2 separate regions of the Nothobranchius furzeri genome follow, and region 2 is linked to region 1. The links are chromatin contacts, called in public Micro-C maps. All regions are on one chromosome and are shown on one strand. The core of a region is the stretch at or near the end of the contact, and the rest is flanking DNA. Distances in the headings are between cores, read along the strand shown.

The links. A called contact is a pair of places that touch in the nucleus more often than the background predicts.
Region 2: a Micro-C map of tail fin shows a contact between it and region 1, with 6 times the contacts expected there. The contact joins two enhancer-like sites. A contact is called at or near these places in 2 of 2 Hi-C or Micro-C datasets (skeletal muscle and tail fin).

The regions. Positions count from the first base shown.
Region 1 is chr16:48,875,677-48,878,376 of NfurGRZ-RIMD1, reverse strand. No RefSeq gene overlaps it. Among protein-coding and RNA genes, the nearest start is that of LOC139063432, 5.2 kb to the left of the region's middle. Within about 2 kb of position 1,411, at least 1 of the 3 cell types and tissues checked has an H3K27ac peak or open chromatin away from gene starts, as enhancers often do. A contact at or near this core is called in tail fin, where this site is marked.
Region 2 is chr16:48,948,670-48,951,369 of NfurGRZ-RIMD1, reverse strand. It overlaps etv4 (ETS variant transcription factor 4), which reads right to left. Exons shown (of 13, transcript XM_054749370.2): 8 at 2,687-2,700. Among protein-coding and RNA genes, the nearest start is that of dhx8, 29 kb to the left of the region's middle. Within about 2 kb of position 1,274, at least 2 of the 3 cell types and tissues checked have an H3K27ac peak or open chromatin away from gene starts, as enhancers often do. A contact at or near this core is called in tail fin, where this site is marked.

The DNA.
Region 1 (2,700 bases), core at 162-2,661:
CTGAACCGTTCTTTGTCTCTCCCTTCATATAAGACAAATTGGTCATGGGAGACCCTACTAGGGGCACAAAGTGCCCCAGATGACATAGCTCCTAGGATCATTTGGGCACTCAAACTCCACCACGATAAGGTGACGGTTCAAGGAGGAGGCTGTAAAATAAAACAGGGAAATTGTTTTATGCCCCAATCTCCACCCTGAAAGTTCAAAGTAATCTCAAATGTGTTACTTGCCTACCTAGGGTACATTTTTACTTATGCAGGCTATATATATGTGGGTAAATGCTGAGGAAACATTTGGTGTTCCATCCAGGAAAACCTGGGATCAGGCTGATGGTTGTGGATGTGGAAACAACATAACTCCACCAATCTAGATGTGCATAACATAGATTTTAGGATCATCAGCAGCTGGTGCAAGGGAAGACATTTTTTACTAAAACACACCACTTTTGTTTTGTGACAGGTAGGAAATATATTTTCCTCTGTAGTTGACAAAGTCACCAAAATCATTTGTCATTTTTATTATGATGCATTTTCACCTAAATCAAGAATAGTAAATCAAACTTTGAAAATATCCATGGGGCAAAGCTCCCAGTATCTTCTCAGTGATGTTTCAGGGAAGCTGTTGCTCTGCTGGTGAATTGTCGCTGGTACGAGGAGGGCAAACGTATGCTTGAGGGAGTCTCTTCTTAAGACTCAATCAGTTCTTTGGTGGGGTTCACTGACCCAGAAAATGGCTTTCAACAACTAGAGGAAATGATACTCCATAATCACCTTACTGGCAACACTGGGGAAGGTATGCACAGCAGCGCTCTCACACTGAGCTGCTCGATGGGAAAGAAAAGAATAAAATCCATTTACAAACACCAACATTTAGCTTCTTATTAGCCCATGAGTCAAAACTCATTAATAACCTCTTTCTTCTTTCTTGGCAGGTAATCCAGTTGTTCTGTTCTTTGTTTGCATGTTTCCCACACATTCCTGTCATAGACTTATACAAGAGCATTTTCTAGAGATGACACCAGGTGTATCAGGTGTCCATCACTCTGCTTTCTCGTGGGAGATGTGGTTGATACATAAAAGGAGATAAACTCAAACCGAAACAGCTGATTAGTGTTCTGATTTTATGGAGAATCTGGTTTTCCTGTTTGTGAAATTAAACTATATCAAACTAAATGTTAACATGACTGCGTGGCTTTACTCCCAGATGATTCCCAAAACATATTTAACTTCATATTTTTCACTGTTTTGTGACCTCAGATTAAAGCCACACAGCTTTTACATGATTTATAAGTCTTGCATGTGTTCCTGAAACCAATAAAGCTAGATTTAGTCATGTTATGAATGTGATATGGGTGAGTCTGACTGAGTGAAAATATGTTCCCGAACCTATTCAGTTACACACATCATTACATAATCCTGAGTTGTTCTCAATAGGGTTTTCAGGTGCTTGTTTACGATGTTTGGAGGAGCTGTTCCGGTCGGTTTGATCCAGTCTGGGATCAGGTTTCCCATGAGAATCATTTATTAACCAAATAAATGCTGAAAGACTTGATCCAGACAGGATTCTGAAGACGTTTTGTTCACTAGTGACAGATATGTAAGGATCATCTTTTAAATTAAATTTGAACAAGTGTTCTAAAAAAGGTGGATCTGTTTGTTTTAGTTCAGTTCACTGTGGCATTTTATTTGTTTAATTGTACTTCTTTGAAGTTTATGATGACCAATAAATGGTGTCACTTTAAAATGTGCTGGATTTAGCCTTTTCAAGAGAAAAAGATTTCCCCACAATCATCATTTGGGTTTTTGTGGAACAGGTGGGAAGACCCAAGCCTATTTGAAGCTCTTTATCTCTGTTACACTTATCTAAAGAAAATCATTACAACTTTTAGCTTTTATGTCTGAACTGGCCTTTCGATGTTGTTTTCATACAATCACGGTTTAAGTTTTAGGATTTTTACAGATTTCACAAAACGTTGATGTGATGATGTCACTATTGAGCTTATTACTCTCCCAACTTTTTACTGCTAACATTATGTCATTTATCATCAAAATGTGGTTCATTTTAGGATTTCCCCCACTTTGTTTTTCACTGCTGCACCCACGGCACTTGCAATCTTTACTTGACACAAAAGTAATGCACAGTGATTTGTGTGGCACACAAAAACACAACACAGCACAACAACGGTGGTGGTGATCCTTCTGCTCAGACTCTGACTTTTCATCTGCAACCAGAAATAGCTGCAGGCAGCAGGCAGAAAGCTCTGGTGCAACCAGTGACTCCAGCCCCCTAGCTATTTAGCTGCTGACCGTTGCATTTTTAGACCAGCCCAGGTCGGAACCACAACGATGCAGGTAATGAGAAGTTGGGGGAAAAGCCAATACATTCTGTTGGAAAAGGCTGTCCAATTGAATCAAACTCTTCAGAGTTTCACTGAGTGGTGCTGTTGGAAAAGAGGCAATAGTGACCTACAGTGGCCCAATGATTGTTACAGTTACCCTAATGAGCTACTTACAGCAGTCTTAACATTTTGGTTCATTCTGGTTTTCATTTCATTCCAGGTCAAGGAAGAAGTCCTGCCTCAAGTGAAGGAGTTTAAGTAGGTCTTGAGGTCTTGTTCACAAGTGAGGGAAAGATGGAGCGGAAGATTGACAGGCGGATTGGTGCTGCGTCTGCAGCGTTGCAGGTGTTGTACCGGTCGGT
Region 2 (2,700 bases), core at 25-2,524, 73 kb before region 1:
TTTTAAAATCTCCAGAATATATTTATAGCTATACTATGTTAGAATGCAGAAGCATGAAAAAAATCTTTTCAGCTTTTGAAAAAATTTGCTAAAGCAGCATCTGTGTGTATGTGCGTGCGTGCGTGTGTGTGTGTGTGTGGTTTTCCCAGATTGTTGGTGACACTGAGTTGCTGTTATTTTTAATAAACCAAGAAAGCTAAAAACAGCTTCAATTTTCACCATAAAGACACCTCGCTGTATTAGCTAGCATATCAAGTTGTTATACGATGAATACACCTACGAAGGTGACAACAACATGTTGAAAACGTAAAACTGCACCCTCTGGAACGAGCGTTGTGCGTTTCTTGACTCTGGAGACACAGCTGTGGGGATGGGTCACCTGAAGTAAGGGTGTTGAACTGTTTTGTACATTTAAAAACTAAATTTCTTGAATAGCAAGGACAACATCTTCTGTTCCACCTCTAAAAGTGACAAAAGTTGTTTATTTACAGGCAAAAACATTAGCTCTCACCTTTTGCCTTTAGGAGGCAAAAAACCCCAACAACTTAAACATAGATTTTTGTACCATAACTGTAGCCAAAACGAAATGTCTACTGATCACTACGGTCTAAAAGTACATCCGTTTAGAGCAGCTTTGAATAAAATTGTGTTAAAACGGACACATTAAAGATGAAATGGCAGCTGAAACGATTCAAAGTTGGACACATTAAGGAACTTTTTAAAAAGCGAAACCAGCTTTTAAACCAGAAGTCTGTAGATCTAACACTGAATCCTGCATCGTATCAGATACACTCCAAAAGGGTCACATCCTCTTGGACGCACCCCCCCCCCCTCCTTTTGAAGATTGTGTGATTTGCTGTCAGCGTTGTTATAATAACACTGGGTGAAACGAAACGGCTTTAAATTTGCATGGAACATCCTGGTTTCATCAGAGGAGGGCTTGTTTTGCATCCATCCTCTGATGTCCAGGTCCCAGCCGAAGGAGCATCTTTAATGTCGGTGAATGAGGGCAGAACGTGCGCAGTGTTGGACTTCTTAGAAAGAAGCAAGAAGAGGAGCTGGTTTCTTTGCTCTCTGCTTGTAAAGCTTGTTGTTGAAGTGCCTGAGCTGGCTACCCCACCCGTTACACCCCCCAGCACCCCCTCCTACAGCCTAGCCAGTGAGCGGCTCGAGTTACCGTGGCCACACTCATTTTTCCATTATGAGTTCATCTGCCTGCAGAAAAAGGAAGCCGCTGGTGCAACCTGAAACCCCGCCGCACTCCACCAGGGACTCTAGTCTTTCCAGTGCCCTCCATTTTCTCAATGAAATTCCTCTGCCTGTCTCTCACAGAGAGCGAGGGAGGAGTATAACTGTAAAAAAAAAGTTTTTTTCTTTTTGCTGCAAAGTGTCAGGGAGTTGAAAGGAGGGGTTTTAGGCAGCCAGTGCAGCGAATAAGTTTGTGTGCCTTTTGGACATTTTGTTCTGCTGTTACCCTCGCTCACTACAACGACCTTCTTTAAAGGAACAGTTTCATAGAAACACTTCTTGTTCTTTGTGTCTGGTTTGATGGTGTAGAGATGAGCAGTTGTAGTCCACTACGTCTTTTCACACAAAATCCTAAAGTAGTTTTTACTACCTGTTGAACAGAAGCACTTTCTTGGCATCAGAATGTCTTTAAATGTCACTGACATCATATGTGAAATCCATGGCCCATTTCAAACGGGATCAGAAAATAACTTATTGGCGCATGGAAAGCAAAGTTTCCCACAACGCATTGTATCGCAAACCATTACACTCCGAACGTCAGAAGCTAATACCTGCAATGTTTTCTATTAGAAATATAAAACAAAATAAAGGTGTCCGTTATTGTAAATAAATGTATGTAAACTGTAAATTTTGCAGTGAGTGTTTGAGTTTTACTCTTCACGATCCCTAAAAATGCTAATTAGCTAGCTCACTATCAAAATAAAAGCAGCGTAGGTTTGTTCTGATGAAAAATAAACTGTTTATATTCATTACAGAGCGAGAAATGCTGGTATTTTAATAGTTTTGATCAAAAGTGAGCCAAATATAATACAAATAATATGTTTTTGTTGTTATTTTGTTATTTAAGGAACAAACTGCACTTTTATTTTAATGTCGGGTTGTATTTTTAACTGTAGCAAGAAGCAGCGATTGTTGCTAGGACACAATGAAGTACAGTTCTGTTCCAAATGCCGTCCTCATCCTCCCGTACTCGGTAGAACAGACTTTCAGGTATCCTTGCCAAGAACAAACTTGTCTAGTACACAAGAACGTCCTAGTGTCCTTGAGTATTGAGAAACGGCCAAGATGTGTTCTGCTGTTTCCTGGACCCTAAACCAACAACATCCTTCCCCATTTTGAGTCAAGATGGATGAGCCCATGAAAGCTAATTTTCAGTGTGGCGTAGATCTGTCTTGCTTTTCTAATCTGATGGTTTTCTCGTCTATTTTCTATTGGCGGCTAGGAAGTAGTGGTAGACTATTTTCCCATTCAGCCTGCATGTTGAACTCAGGGTAACTGATCATATTTAAAAAATAATTTAAATGGCCTCCTCAGTGAACTTTAATCGTTTAGAAAAAAAGTCTCCTTATGAAGTGGTTTAATGGTGTTTTTTAAAGATAATGTTGCAGGAGGTAAGTGTGCTCTCATTCTGTTACAGCAGTCAGTTGGTCTCACTCACCAGGTTCATAGGTG